2 separate regions of the Drosophila melanogaster genome follow, and region 1 is linked to region 2. Evidence: chromatin contacts called from public Hi-C data. All regions are on one chromosome and are shown on one strand. The core of a region is the stretch at or near the end of the contact, and the rest is flanking DNA. Distances in the headings are between cores, read along the strand shown. Region 1 holds the start of Rhau (RHAU helicase). Region 2 holds the start of Nak (Numb-associated kinase).

Region 1 (7,241 bases), core at 1,919-4,418, 1.8 Mb after region 2:
CTGCTTTTCATATCCGTTCTCCTCGATCGGGGCCGGATACAAAGCCTTTTTGAGCAGCAGTTTCTCCAAATTGCTTCTTAATTGTATGACTACGTCGGCAGTTTCACGATTGCATTTAAAGCTAAGTATGAAATAAGTTAAGTTTATCCTATTGAAGGAAGATATGTTATACCCACTAATATGTCTTGGCCACGCACAGATATGGCGTATTTTGGGTCACTCCCGCTTCCACGCCATCTCCGAAAATGATCAGTGCCATGGGAAAAACCATTGTGGAGTCGAGCAGGAAAAGATCGGTGGACTTCTGCCGCTGAAAGTAGACAAAGTATGCCGAGTCGAAGCCACTCTCTCCGCTGTTCACCGAGGAGGGATGAAAGTTAACGCGGCGTCCATCGTCCGTTGCCATGGTGTGGATAGCGCGTACTCTATTCTTGATCTGCCGTGATTTTCTGCATTAAATTGTGTATTAGTTATTGCCTCTATTGTTAATAGGTGGTGTCTACCGCAAGTGAGCCATGTTGGGATAGAGTCCCGCTCCTATAATGGCCCTCAGTAGGGGAATCTTCTCAGAATTCTTATTGGATGCAGCATCCTTGCAGTTTGACGATGCCAGAAATCTGAAATAAGGTAAGTAGCTTAGTTTACACAAGGCAGTCATAAAACGAACCTACTTGTAGTTGTAGAGCAGCTCACTGAACTGATTCTTCATCCTCTCCAACTGCTGCAGTGTCATGGAGCTGAGGAAATTCTTATAGCAGAAGTCTCGTTCCGCGTGCGAATAGCGGCTATCGCGGTACGCAATAATGGTATTGTGCACCATCAGGTGATCGCTCCGCATATTTCGGGCCATTCTCCGCTTGATTTCATCCACTCGGCTCTCTTTACCCAAAGGCGAGTAGAAGGGGGACTTAAAGGACAAGGCAGCCGCCGCCGAAGTGATGGGATCCAAGCAACAGAAGAGCGCCGACATCAGGATCATTTTTCCCATCTGCGGATCAATGGGCAGCTTTGCCAAGTGCATGCCCAGTGGAGTAAGGGTGCCCGTCTGGTCCAACGCCTCAATGCTGTTCAATAAGCGGGTTAAATTATAAGTGTGAAACGAAGGGGCCAAACTATTAAACCCACCGCTTTAGCAGTTCCACTCCCATCTTTATGGCCTCGGGATTGGGGGCATTAATAAGAGTTTGCAGGAACCGATACGGATCGTCGATGTGCAGTAGCTTGAGGCTTAAAATTATGGATTCCAGCTTGGAGCGTAGTATCTCCGGCGTCGGAATATCGTCCATGCGATCCTCTCTAGCGCGGGAGAACAGATTATAGCATATGCCCGGCCGCACTCGACCTGCCCTGCCTCTCCGCTGCTGGGTATTTGCTTTGGTCACCCAAACCTCATCCAGCGACTGTATGTTCGTTTCGATGTCATAGTTGGTGGCTTTCGTCCGGCCAGAGTTTATCACATAAACCACGTCGTCAATAGTCACCGACGTTTCGGCGATAATTGTAGAGATTATAACCTTACGCTGGCCCGCCGGTGGTCGCCTGAACACTGCCTGCTGTTCCCCTGACTGCATTAGGGAATGTAATGGAAATACGGCCATATGATCCCGCCACCTTTGGCCCTTCGAAGTCTTTGGTTTATCCAGAATATTGTACAGTTGGGAGATCTTATCATAACCAGGCAGGAACACTAATATGGCACCCTCTGGTTCGTTTTCGCATATGTAGTAAACCAAATCGGCTATAAAATCAATATCCTCGCAGCCCTCCGACTCCGGCAAACGCAGCTTGTCGAGCACACGACTATCGTACGAGTTCCTGATGCGTCGCAGATACGGTTCTATCATAGCCTCGTGCTTCATCCTGCGCTCAGGCGGATCCCGCTTGGGACGACGATCGCGGAACTTTTGGAACTCGTAGTTCGTCTTGGACAGAACATCCTCCAAGTAGAGCATCTTCACGGGAAACATCACGCCCTCGATGCGGAACATGGGACAGTTGTTAAAGTAGTCACAAAAATCCTGCTCCCGTACAGTTGCACTCATCAGGATCACCTTTAGATCGGGTCTGTGGGGCAGGATAACCTTTAGAAGACCCATTAGGAGATCTGTTTCCACGCTGCGTTCGTGGATCTCATCCAGGATTAAGACACTTAGATTGTGCATCAGTGGGTCCGATTGAAGCTGCTGCAGTAGAACGCCTGTGGTGCAGTAAGTGATGGAGGCTCTCTCCCTGGCCTTCCTGCTCTCTAGGCGAATCTGGTAGCCTACCGAATTGCCCAGGCTCTCGCAGCGCTCGTAACTCACCCACTCGGCAATGGCGATGGCTGAAATCCTTCGTGGCTGAGTGCAAATGATGCGGCACGACGAGGCACATCCGCGGGAAATGGCGTCGTCGAGGAGGATTTGAGGCACCTGAGTGGTCTTGCCACATCCAGTGCTTCCTACAATGAGTATTACTTGGTTTTCCCGCACAGCCTGGATAATATCGTCGGCGTATTTCATGGTGGGCAGTTTTTTCCGTGCTTCTAGCCGTTTCTTGGCATTCTCCTCCAACTGGCGTTGCCCCAGTTCCAGCTGCAGTCTCTCGTCCAGCTTGGGGTTTACCCAGTCTAAGTCCGCGTTCCGTTCCTTGGTCTCCGCAACGAATTCCTCAAAGTTTACACTCAAAAGATGGCGAAACTGTTGCTGAAATTTGGCATCCACATTTTTGTCATCCACATTTTGTCTGGACGGTGCCCGGCTGTAGTCCTCCATTAACTCCTTCACACGCTCAAGCACTCCACTGGGAGCACTGACATTGCAGCCCAAGCGGATTTGCGGCTCCTTTGATTCCGCATTCTCGCCTCTGTCCTTCTTTTGCTGCCGGGCAAGATTGCGATAGTACAAACCGATGTCCTTGCCCCTGAGACCCGGTGGGCGGTTGCCCTTGCGGGCGTTGGAGCCGGATGAGTCCCTATCGCGCTGCATCCTGTCCAATTTATATAAAAGAATTCAGAAGAAGAATTCCCAACCCGAAGTCAACAAAATTCATAGTGCTGTCGGACTGTCAAAATGCGCAAATCAGATAGACTAGGACTGCCAACTTAATTATATACACCTATTGTGTTACTTTAATAATTAATTTTCAAATATAAATATTTTATTCAAACAAAATTGGTTGCATTTAGAACACGAAGCAAAATAAAATGAAAATCATAAACAAAGTTTTAAAAATAAGTGAAAAACACCGGCTTGCTGCTTATTGTTTGGTTCGAATACAGGCTAAATCCCAAAAGTATATTTCCATAACCCTTGAAAATGAAGCGGTTTGATTGAGCGATCCCGCTGCGGTCACACTAATTTCGATCAACTCAACGCGCTGAGTAAATCGAACCGCTTGTGCTTAGAATTTGTTTTTTCGCAATTAACGGCCGTGAAGAGCCAGCGATCTGCATGCCAAGTGTCCAATAACTAGGCAGAACAGTGTTTGCGTTGCACAAAAGCCCGCTAGCGGAGTGTGTTCCATGTGTCATTCCCGGCAAAGGAGCAACAAGTGGCCGAAAGTGGAAAGCAAGAGCAACAACTAAATAAGTAAGGAGTACCACACTGCAAGAAAAAGTGTTCGGAGGGAACGGTGTGCACAGCTTGTCAGCTTGTTTTTTGTACAGAGCGTCGCGCAATAAAACAAACAAAAAGACATAGTCCAAAAACAACAACCACAACAAAAGCCGTTTGATCGCGAGTTTGTGTGCGTGTGCGAGTGTGGCTCTATTTGTGTGAGAGTGGCAAGCCATTATTTTTCTGGTCTTATGACGTAAACCACCGAAAAAAATCAAAAGTGAGCAGGCGACACAGATATCAAAACGAAGGTGAGCGCATTCTTACCAATTCTCGTTTCGTTTCTTGGAATTCCAGCGGTTATTAGACGGTTTTATACTTGTTTACATTTTCGCAGTTGCAGCACACAACTAATGCCAGAGCGGGAGCGAGAAAGACATATGTAGATCGTTCTGTGGAAGGAGTGTTGGTCGCGGAGGGTTGTGTTGTGATGTTGTGGAGGGGAGGGAAAGAGATGCAGTGCATGTAAACAAAATAGAGAAAGAGGCAATTGCAGTAAATTCTTTGGCAAAAGAAATCTTGTTGAAAGCATTTCCTCCGCAGATGCTTATGTGTACTGGCGACCTGAAAAGAAATTGTTGCCCTGCTTGAACTTGTCGCTCCACTCTCCACTACCCACCTCCTCGCCCCCTCCCTCGCACACTCCTCTGCCCACACACACACACACACACAACACTCCATTCACAATTGGCCTTTTGCGGAGTCATATATTAAATTTGATTTCTCTAGCCGAGCACTGTGAATGATTTGCCGCCAGTTGGCACGCCCGTTCGCCACACTGCAGAAAATACCAGGGCACATATATATCTATATCTATATATCTATTAAATTTATCCTTGCATGCCAAATATTGAAACGCAGCACTTTATAGCTCTCTTAGCTTAAAATGTAAATTTTACTCAATTTAAGAGCACTAATAACGAACGTTTATTTCATTTCCTAATCAAATCTTACAGTTTAAGTACTTTGTTTTCCGTGTAGCGAGCCAGAACCATCCGCAAAACCTGTTGCTCGTTTGCCTTTTTATTGGATTTTCTGTTTTCTACCTCTGCTGCTCAGCTGCTGCGATTCCGATTTCATTAGTGATTCATTAGATGCGTTGGACAAGCTAACGCAAAAAGCCAAAGCTTGTTCCCAACGCATCCTTCAATACAAGGCAATTCAAATGTTCAAACGCTAACGGCCAGCCTCTCAGCCTGGTCAAATGAATCACTCCATATTCTCCACATATTCTAACCAATTTCTCTCGTGTTTTGTTTGGCTCTCAGTTTTGCGCTGTGAATAACGTGCTATTTCCTATTTTGGCTGGCCGCGATTATCGCATCGTTTTGTAAATTTAGTGCGCATTATTAATGAATTTGTCCAATTTGCTGCGGTATACTTTTATCGTTTTTGTTTATAATTATAATCAGTCGTTTTCACGCGGTGAGAGTTTTGGATAGCACAGTGGTCGGATTCTAATTTGGAAAATGGTTAAGCTTGAGAGTGTTTTAATCTGTAATATAAACTTATTGTACAAACCTAATTATAAATTGATCATTTTTGAGCTTACCAGTAATATTCACACAGTATTAAAATTATAATTCCTATTAGATTTCCACCCTTAAAAAATTTTAAATGAAAGCCAACTCTCATGTGTTAATGTTCTTAAGCATGTAAAAGGAAAACAGCACCCTTTCCAAGTCGAAGAACCACTGTAATGGGCCTCGTTCCCTCAAAATACGTACATATGTACGTGTTAATTGAAAATTCCACACTCCGTTGAGGCTGAATCGACATTACGGCACCCCAGATAATTGTAAATAAACCCAAGCTGATAATGATCGACCACCTCCCAGCCATCCGTCCATCGATTGGATGCATTCGCTGGGAAGCCATCAGAAACCGCGGTCTGTGCGCTGCTCTCGAACACTTGTAAACAAGGAACAGCTGTGCAAGTTGTCTCCCCCAAAATATTGAAGACTGCGCAGGCCCCAAAAATCGTTGTTTGGTCTTTGTTTAGTTTTCGCCTAGCTATCCAACGAAATGCGCCTCAAAAAGCTGGGGTTAGACTTGAAATCTTTTGCATAGTTTATGAAATCGAACCCAATATTTCTGTTCTGTTCTTTGCAGAATGTCTCGTCACGAGAAAACGAAATCCACGGGCGGCGGGCTCCTGGACAGTCTGTTCGGAAGACCCTCGAAGTCCAAGGGAGGAACCATCAGCAGTGGCACCCTGGCCCATGGCGGACGACCCGTGTCCGCGGACAACTATGTGGTGCCGGGCGTGGAGGACTTTGAGCAGTACATCCAGCAGCTAAGCGTTGCGGAGCTGGATGCGAAGTTTCTGGAGATCATCGAGGACATGAACATTCCGAAGGACAAGAGGGAGCCCCTGTTGGCCAAATCGAAGGAGGAGCGACAGAAGATGATTATGTGGCACTTGAAAGGTAAAGAACATGGTGCAAGTACACGTTTTCAAACAGAAAACCGCATTTGTGTTTGAAGATTGAGTATCGTTTGGCTAAGAACTATAGTTCTGGAATAGAAAGTCTAAGAATAATCTACATACATATACGAATAATCTAAACTCGTCTGAACCGTAATGTTCCAAGCAACTTTGAAAGGCCAACCGGATTGGCAAAACTTTAACACCCTTTCCCTTTGCAAGGGTATACAAACAGCAGACCATCGATTTTCGTGCAACTGGGTGACTCTGCCTTCTACTTTTTTTTTTTGCTTTTGTTGTGCTGCGGAATATTGCATTCCACTTGTGATAAGATAAGCAGGTAACGGAACTCGTGTCCGTGTGCTTTCCCCGTTTCGCTGTGTGCGTGACACTGCAAATTTCGCTTTCTGATTGCTTAGCGCCTTCTTAGCTGCCAATTTGCTCTGTGGCCAGGTTCTGTTCTATATTTCTGGCCAATTCCTAAACCGATTGAAGTGATGTCAACGATCCTTTGGATAAGTAAGCTCATAACATACATAAGTCTCTAAATGGTTTCCACTTCAATTAGTCAAGAGGTGATTACTTTGTTTGTTAACTACATATACTTGCTTAACTCTACTTCAATTTTGAGAATACTTTATTTCTAGAATTATTATAACGATATTATGTGCATCGCAGCGCGGTAATGATTCAGCTGGAATCTTCCCTTGTGTTTGCTTCATTCATATCCAGCGAGATTAGTACGGTGTACTCTACTGTACTACAGTGATACTACCAATTATCACTGTAGCACATCGCCAGCTGTATCTTGAGCACATTTCAATGCCAGCTCAGCTTTCAGCTTCAGCTTCGTTCTTTGGGTCTCGCTCCAGTTAGTTCACCATGGCCATGGTCCATTATCAGTCTTGCGGAGTGTGGAATCAAAGTTCCCTTATCGTTTGTAACGCCTAATTGCGCCACAGCCGCGGACTATCTGCTTGCCCATTTTATCAAGTAATACCAAGTGCTATATTATACATAGTATGTATGTAAGTGGTACGCGGCGAATGCGTGACAAAGTCGAGCGGCAAAAAATGAAAATGCAAAGACATTGAATTTCCACCACCGTGCACATTATACAATTTAAATTACGTCAAGTGGCAGTGAGAAAATGAAATGATTCTTTTATTTCGCGCTTAGGTCTTTTTGTTGTATAAGCAAGTGCATCGTGAAGGCGA
Region 2 (7,086 bases), core at 2,183-4,682:
CACCTCGCACACCCCGTTTCCCGTGGGCGTGATGCTGGAGTCCACATAACCAATGATGTTTTTGTGCCCACTCAGGTTGCTCTGGGGGAGTGAAAGTGATTGCCCTATTAGATTAGGTTTGTTTGTCCCGATTTATTTACTCACCGCAATCTGTATCTCCCGCTTGGCTACGTTCAGATCGTGCTCATTGTTGACGTACATGCGCTTCAGGGCGTACTTGGTCGCCGAGGAACTGCCTCCGCCGTTGCCCCTTGCCAAAAAGACCATGGCGAAACCACCTGCGTGAGTTTTGAAGAGATGGGGAAGAGAAAAACAGAGCATTAGAGCATGGGGTAAGTTGACGGGCTAGACATCCATAACAGCTGTCAGCTGTAAACAACATAGCATATTTGAATGGGGGAGGAAACTGCGAGTAAGCTAAACCCGATGAATACCCTGTTATTGTATATTCATAATACATATATACGAATATTTTATTTTATATGGCAGGAAGTAGCTAATTAATAAACTAATTTGTTTATTAAAAGGAAATATGTGTCACATTTTTATAGCACACGTATCTTTGGCCATTCCTTCCCACATAATTTATGCCATATATCTACGTGATAATAATGGAATTTCTTTACTATAAACATTTCACGTTCACAAATATCCCCCCGTGGTGTTAAAATAGTAGAGGGTACCCGAATTCGAGTGATAGCAGTTACTGTCTGGCCATGGAACGATTTACACATGTTTTGCCTAACAGGCCATTTGCATGAGGTTTATTTCAGTTTATTGCAAATAGAATTTCAAGTAGAATGCCCCCACATTTCAGCCCTCTCCACCTGTCGCTTTACGCCACTTCAAAATGTACGATAAAAAGGCAACGCAATATAAACTAAACTATTGAAGGTCACGTACAGAAATAACAACAATAACATGCGACAATAACAATACTCAGCGGGGGAAGGCGGTGGGGCGGCAAAATAAAAAGATAGGAACAGTGGTCACTAAGAAAAAAACATAAAAATATATATTAGATATAAAATGAAATGATATTAGAAAAAAAAATGATCTCAATACATTAGATGCATAGACGATGCAACGATTAGGAGAATGTTTTAATATTGAAAATATTTATGGAACATTTGCTGTAAATGCACACACCATTTCTCCCTGTGTAGGCGATAGAGAGAAGTGAATAGCGGACCAGCAAATGTAACCATTTTTGCTCGACTTTGTGAAATTATGGCGTCAAATGTTAATCAATGCTGAAGGTTGCAACAGCAACAAATCAACATTGGCAAAAAGTACAGCAACAACATCCAGTAATAATAGTATGAAAAGCAACAATAACAATGCACAATTGTAGCGATGCGAGAAAACGCGAGAAGGCAATTCGAAACGCAAACGAGGGTAGAAAATACGTCTGAAGGGGCGTCAACTGCAAGGTGGGCAGTAAGCGGTTAAGGGTGGGGGCTGAGGGGTTAAGGCGGGAAAGCTTCATTCGTTAACCGTTTGTCGCTTAGTCATTTGTAATTGTTGTTGGCTGCTCAAAAATCGAATCAAAGAAAGCAGGTAAATATTGAAGGTGATTAAGCACAGTGTTACTTTGGAAGTATCCAGCATATCGAGCAGTTTAAACTTGGCTATACGCGCATTTTATTCATTGAGCATCTGCAAAAGACTCTATTTATTTTTTCTCTTTCTTAAATGAAATACCAATAGTTACGTTACTGGATTAAATGAATTAATAAATAATATATAATTTAGTTTATAATTTGTTATACTAATTCAATAACTTTAACCAAATAACCGTGTTCGTCAAACGCTCCGCCTTTTTAATTACAGGGTATGCCCGACAACAGCTGACTAATTGCCAGCGGCGCCAGCGCAGCGCAAAACAAAATTACGAATCGAGTCCGCTTGCCAAAAGTATAAAAAGTAAAAAACACTACGTAATGGCTAAAGGAAAGGTGGCGAATGGCTGGCCAGGCGGTGGGTGAGCAATCGTTAGATGATCAAATGTTGGGCGGAGGGTACTGGTGCCAGGCCAACAAGGAGGCACTTGCACTGCAGGATGATGTGGAGTGGAGCACTCCGCATTTCAAGGACAAGGACACAGCACAGGCGATTTCCTTAGGGGCGAACTTTGCCATTTAGCTCGGCGAAAGGTGAAAAACGGAAGACTGTCGGAGACAGTCGGCTGATGAGTGTTGGTCTTGCCGCTTCATTGGCTAAATTAACATAATTGATTCAATTGATTTGTGGCCATGTGTAGTGGCTACGGGAATTCAATGGGTATTCCATGGAAAAACCAACCAGAACCGTAACTGTGTTTGTACAGTCGGGTTTCTCTAACGCGGACACCCATTTGTCACAATAGAAATGCTGGCATTTCTGGTTTTGGCAAAAATAAACTCTTTAAAGACTGACATAAATTTGGACGAAATATCTGCACGCCATTAGAGAGCCGAGTTATGGACATAAATATGTAGTTCTATGCCAAGGGCAAAATTGCAGTTCAATTAGTTGGAATTTAGGTTACAAACCAGTATTTAGTATTCATAATTAATGAAATAATTTAAAATGTTTTACAGTTTTATTAAAAGATAATATATCAAAGTCAGATTTTAGCTGTTTTGAGTTTAACATCTTATACAGAAATTATTGGGAGTAATTTATTTGGATTTAATCGGAAATGCGACAAGTGGTGTCCCCAATTATGGAGGATACGCAGCTGATTTTTATGCTCTCTAGCGCTTTGAGTACGCCCCACATTTGGGAGTTCTCGCGCTGAAGGGGTTTATCTAATCTGTGACGAGGGGCGAGACCGAAAAGCGGACGGCAGGCTACTGCCCACCTGTAAATCAGGCAGGTGATAAGCATAATCGCGGGCGACGTGTTGTAGGTAGGGGAATGGGAGCACATATATAAGAGTGTATATATAGTCGTCTACCTTCTGCCAGGACATCCTCCACGGTGACCGTGACGCGTCCCACTGTGAAGACCTTGCCCACGAAGCTGTTCTTCTCGTTCGAGGACGACGAGCTGCTGCTGTTGGGCGGATTCTCCAGTCGAGAGTTCTCATTGCGCTCGAACTTAGACAGGATTTTCTTCATTTTCCCCCGATTTTCACTAGAAAATGTTTACTGCCCCAGCAGCACAACACACACACACACACTCGCGAGCACACACGCACACTAGCTAACACGGTCTTAATTGCCTGCGCGTAGGTGTTTTTGGCAATTTTTAATTTTGCGAGGGCGGCTGACGGTGGGCGGGGCGTCGGTGCCGCTGGCCAATTAATCCACTTTCGAGTCGTATCGGCTAGCTGAATAAAGCTATTCTGCGCACTTTGTGTTTTTGCATGCACACACACAATGCAGTGGAAAAAGAAAGTTGTTCGATTTTCCTGCTGCTCTCGAGTTGTTGGGCCAGTGTGACCAGGGCGCTTTGCTGCAGTCAGATGCGCAACCCGCGGCTGGTGCAGCCGCCTATCGATATATAGATAAGTTGGTTGCAATCTCGAAATTCTGAAAACAAGGAAATCCCCGTTTACAAAATAGGTTTTATGATAACAATTTTTTGTAATTTGATCCAATTTAAAAAGATAATATGGTTCTACTTTCAATAAAACATATAGCTACAGTTGCATTAAACTATCGCGCAGTTTTAATTAGCTATGCTGCCAACATCGTGTTTCCCTTATCAATATGTTATCGATTGTGCTGGTGCAATTGTAAACAAGCATCTCTAGCAAATGGTCGCTAAATTCGCAAAATTGTAGTTTGCTGGGATAACAATGATAAATACGGCCAAGTACTTTGCTCTTCTAGAGAGTTTAAGGTTTAGTAAAGCTCTAGGTAAATTGGTTAACATCATATAATAATTGTAGTATCCCTAATACTAATATTTCGACAGCAAATACGGCGAATAACTCAGGGACTGCCGAAGCCTTGGAAATCAACCTGCGAATTTTGGAAAAATATGCTAAACTCGAGATTGGTCAGCAATTGCATGAGCTGTGCCTGGAATATCAGTTAACAGACGATCACGAATCTAGTATTGATCCCGATTCGGATCGTACTATATGCTATATAATAAGATTGCAACATGTGCTACATTCGATCATGAGGAACATTAATTTCCACAGCGACGCCAAGGAGGATCTTATTTCGGTAGCGCACCTGAAATTGTGTATCCAGGCTTCCCAAGAATTATCATATTACTCGCTTCGATGCCAGCTACATGAGGATTTCTACAAGTCGCCCATCTTTTGTGAGGCTCAGGGGAAAATCAAAGCTAACTTTTCATTGATGCTTCTAAGCATTCAGTTCTTTATTAATCTACTGCATATTCGACAATACCACATAGCCAACTCGATGGAGCTGGTGCAAAGGGATCTACTGGCGGCCATTGTGAGTCTACGTGTGCAGCAAGACTCTCCACTGCTGGATAAGGCTATAGCCTACCTCTGGCAATATGAATCCAAAGCAGATTTCTTTCGCAACATCTTGCTTTTTAAAGCTACGACTCTCTGCCCAACTCTGGCCCAATTATTGCACCGTCAACTCTTAGGAAAGCTTCACTTACCCCAAGGATTTGCTAGTCTTGTTGAGGCCCTGCATCAAAATCCCAATGTGAATTCTTCCAGAAATGCGGAAATTGTGGCTAGTATTGTGGCCAGAAAAGGATTTTCTCAGTTAGCGCAAGAGAAGATGGTTCTCCAGGTGCTAGAATATTGTAAGTTCTATCTGCAGAATGCGGACAAAATGTGCGCCGGTGTCCTATCGCTCAGAAGACTTTACGATTTAAGTGATACAAATCAAAAGCTGATAAAAGAAATATTATTCAAACACTGGGAAACGCTTTGTAACCCAGAAGACATTATTAATGGCCTTATCTTAATGGATCACCAGGAACTGTGCAATCGCATTCTCTTATGGCAGCATCTCTTTTGTTCTTCAACCGTAGCTTGCTTACCCAGTAATCTACTCGTTCCCTACCTTCCTTTGCTGCTCCAACTCTACGATGGCCTTCCAATGGAATTACCGGCGTCATCGCAGATTTCTGCCATTATTTTGCGTTGTCTGGACAACAGAGAAATGAAAAACGAATTACCTGCGATACTCCAGAAGCTGTTTAAATGGGAAATTGAGAAGGAACCTCCTTGGAAGTGTTTAAACCCACGCATTATAATCCTGCCTTCCATGAACACAACTCAAATTCAGGTTAAAGTAGCTCACAAAGATCATCTAGCAGATCACGATATGGGCAGAATATTGCCCGGTCTACTCACATCAAGCTCTCATCATTCCCTCACCTGCAAAGTTTTCCTCTCTCTTCTGGGCTTCATAGCTAAACAGATAAATGATAAATCTTCAGCCAGCGTAGATTTTATTTCATCAGAAGCAGAGCTCAAAGACTTTCTGCACTCCAAATATCAACTGAAGCTAGATTTGCTCATTGCTTTAAACCAAATGGTAGCCCACCAACCATTAAGAGCTCAGCTATCACAACATACCAAGGAGCTTCTACATATACTAAAAGACTTGCTTGTCCACCGATCTAGAGAGCAAGATACCACGGATCAGATCCTACTTCTCGTTCTAAACCTCTTGCAGGAAATTCTTGAGGGCAGTGAGAATATTCAACTTTCAGAGGCCTGTAAGGAACTGAAAGAACAATTGCACCTGTTGGGTACTCGATCTTCCAACCCTCTTATCCAGCAATCTGTAAAATCATTGCTTACAATAATTCACGGCGCATGGCGACCAAGTGAGGCTGTTAAAATACAACCTTTTCAAAGAGCTCGGTCCTTGATAGAGGAAAAACAATCCCACATGCAAGTGTATGGAATTCAGATGATGATTGATTTGCTGAAAAAAAGAGATCCTGCTACCTTAGCGCAGGGTCAACTTATCATAGCGTTAGCCCTGACCACTCTCAAGGATAAGGAATCCTACACCTTCTTAAATTGTGTTCGGCTCTTTGTGTCGCTTGTTCATGTGATGGAGTCCGATGTGCTGGACAAATTGAGTGATGAGTACCTATCAGAGACGGCTCACTTAGACTACCGCCTCGTAGTGGGTGAAGCTATTCTGAAAGTCGCTCAGGAGTTGGGTAAGCAATGTTCTACACAGCTAAGAATAACTCCTAAACTTTCATACTAATCCCATCCAGGTCCTCTTTGCTTTCGATACAAGGCTGTTCTTCTCAACTGCTTCATGTACGGCTCCCGGTCTCCTGTTCACGAATTCCGGATGTCAGCCTTTGCCAATCTTGCCCAGCTTTGTCGCCTTTTGGCCTTTCAAGTGCAGAACTTCTTCCACGAGTTACTCCAACTTGTTAATAGCGAATTAACCACCGGAGGATATGTTCCCTCTAAGCGTGCAGCAGTCCTGGTCTTAGCTGAACTATTAAACGGCATGGAGAACCTTCTGGATTACCAGGAAATGTTACTCCCCATTTATCGCCTTTTAAAAGCGATTGAAGCGGATGAATCCTGTGATCCTCAAATGCGTCAGCATGCTGCAAACGGTCTGAAAATTTTAAACAAAAAGTGCACAAAACTGATACAATCTGCCTTGGAGGAGAAATCATTACAGAAGCAGATTAAGGTGTTGGGCATTAAGGACGATGATTCACCTCAAAGAAGAAACCGACATATACTGGAACTGAATTAAAGGCTATCTTAGAAACCTACACAAGTTTTAATTTTGTTTTATACACAATAGATCAATATTACAGTTTCGAAAAGAAATGCGATAGTGGCGAATCAGTACAGACATTACTGACATAAAGGCAGAACAGAAAATAGGACTTAGTTTTGGACTTTGGTTACATTATTTGGGATAGAGGCATCACTTGCCGATAGAGAACTCATTCTCGATCTTGTCTGCGATCATCTTGGCAATGGCCAAGCTACTAGTAGCGCCCGGCGATGGGGCGTTTCTGCAGTGAAGCACTCGCTTGGCTAGCGCTCCCGATCCTTGTCCGCGATCGAAAACAAAATCGTCCACCAGATTGCCATCCAGATCCATTGCTTGGGCACGTACTCCAGCGGGACCACGCTGGATATCGTACTCCGTAATATCCGGG

The links. A called contact is a pair of places that touch in the nucleus more often than the background predicts.
Region 1: a Hi-C map of the Kc167 cell line shows a contact between it and region 2, with 3 times the contacts expected there. The contact joins the promoter of Rhau here to the promoter of Nak in region 2. A contact is called at or near these places in 3 of 107 Hi-C or Micro-C datasets (the Kc167 cell line and embryo).

The regions. Positions count from the first base shown.
Region 1 is chr2L:20,754,817-20,762,057 of dm6, forward strand. Rhau (RHAU helicase) reads right to left here and starts at 3,169. Exons shown (of 6, transcript NM_001273710.1): 1 at 1,126-3,169; 2 at 672-1,064; 3 at 504-617; 4 at 177-449; 5 at 1-121. The coding sequence starts at 2,966. dia (diaphanous) reads left to right here and starts at 3,328. Exons shown (of 5, transcript NM_001273711.1): 1 at 3,328-3,847; 2 at 5,709-6,025. The coding sequence starts at 5,710.
Region 2 is chr2L:18,965,312-18,972,397 of dm6, forward strand. It overlaps Nak (Numb-associated kinase), which reads right to left and starts at 3,433. Exons shown (of 8, transcript NM_057818.4): 1 at 2,942-3,433; 2 at 145-278; 3 at 1-81. The coding sequence starts at 3,104. It overlaps Tango6 (Transport and Golgi organization 6), which reads left to right and starts at 3,717. Exons shown (of 3, transcript NM_136078.4): 1 at 3,717-3,848; 2 at 3,907-6,108; 3 at 6,169-6,693. The coding sequence starts at 3,788. The coding sequence ends at 6,671. It overlaps L2HGDH (L-2-hydroxyglutarate dehydrogenase), which reads right to left. Exons shown (of 3, transcript NM_136079.3): 3 at 6,682-7,086. The coding sequence ends at 6,849.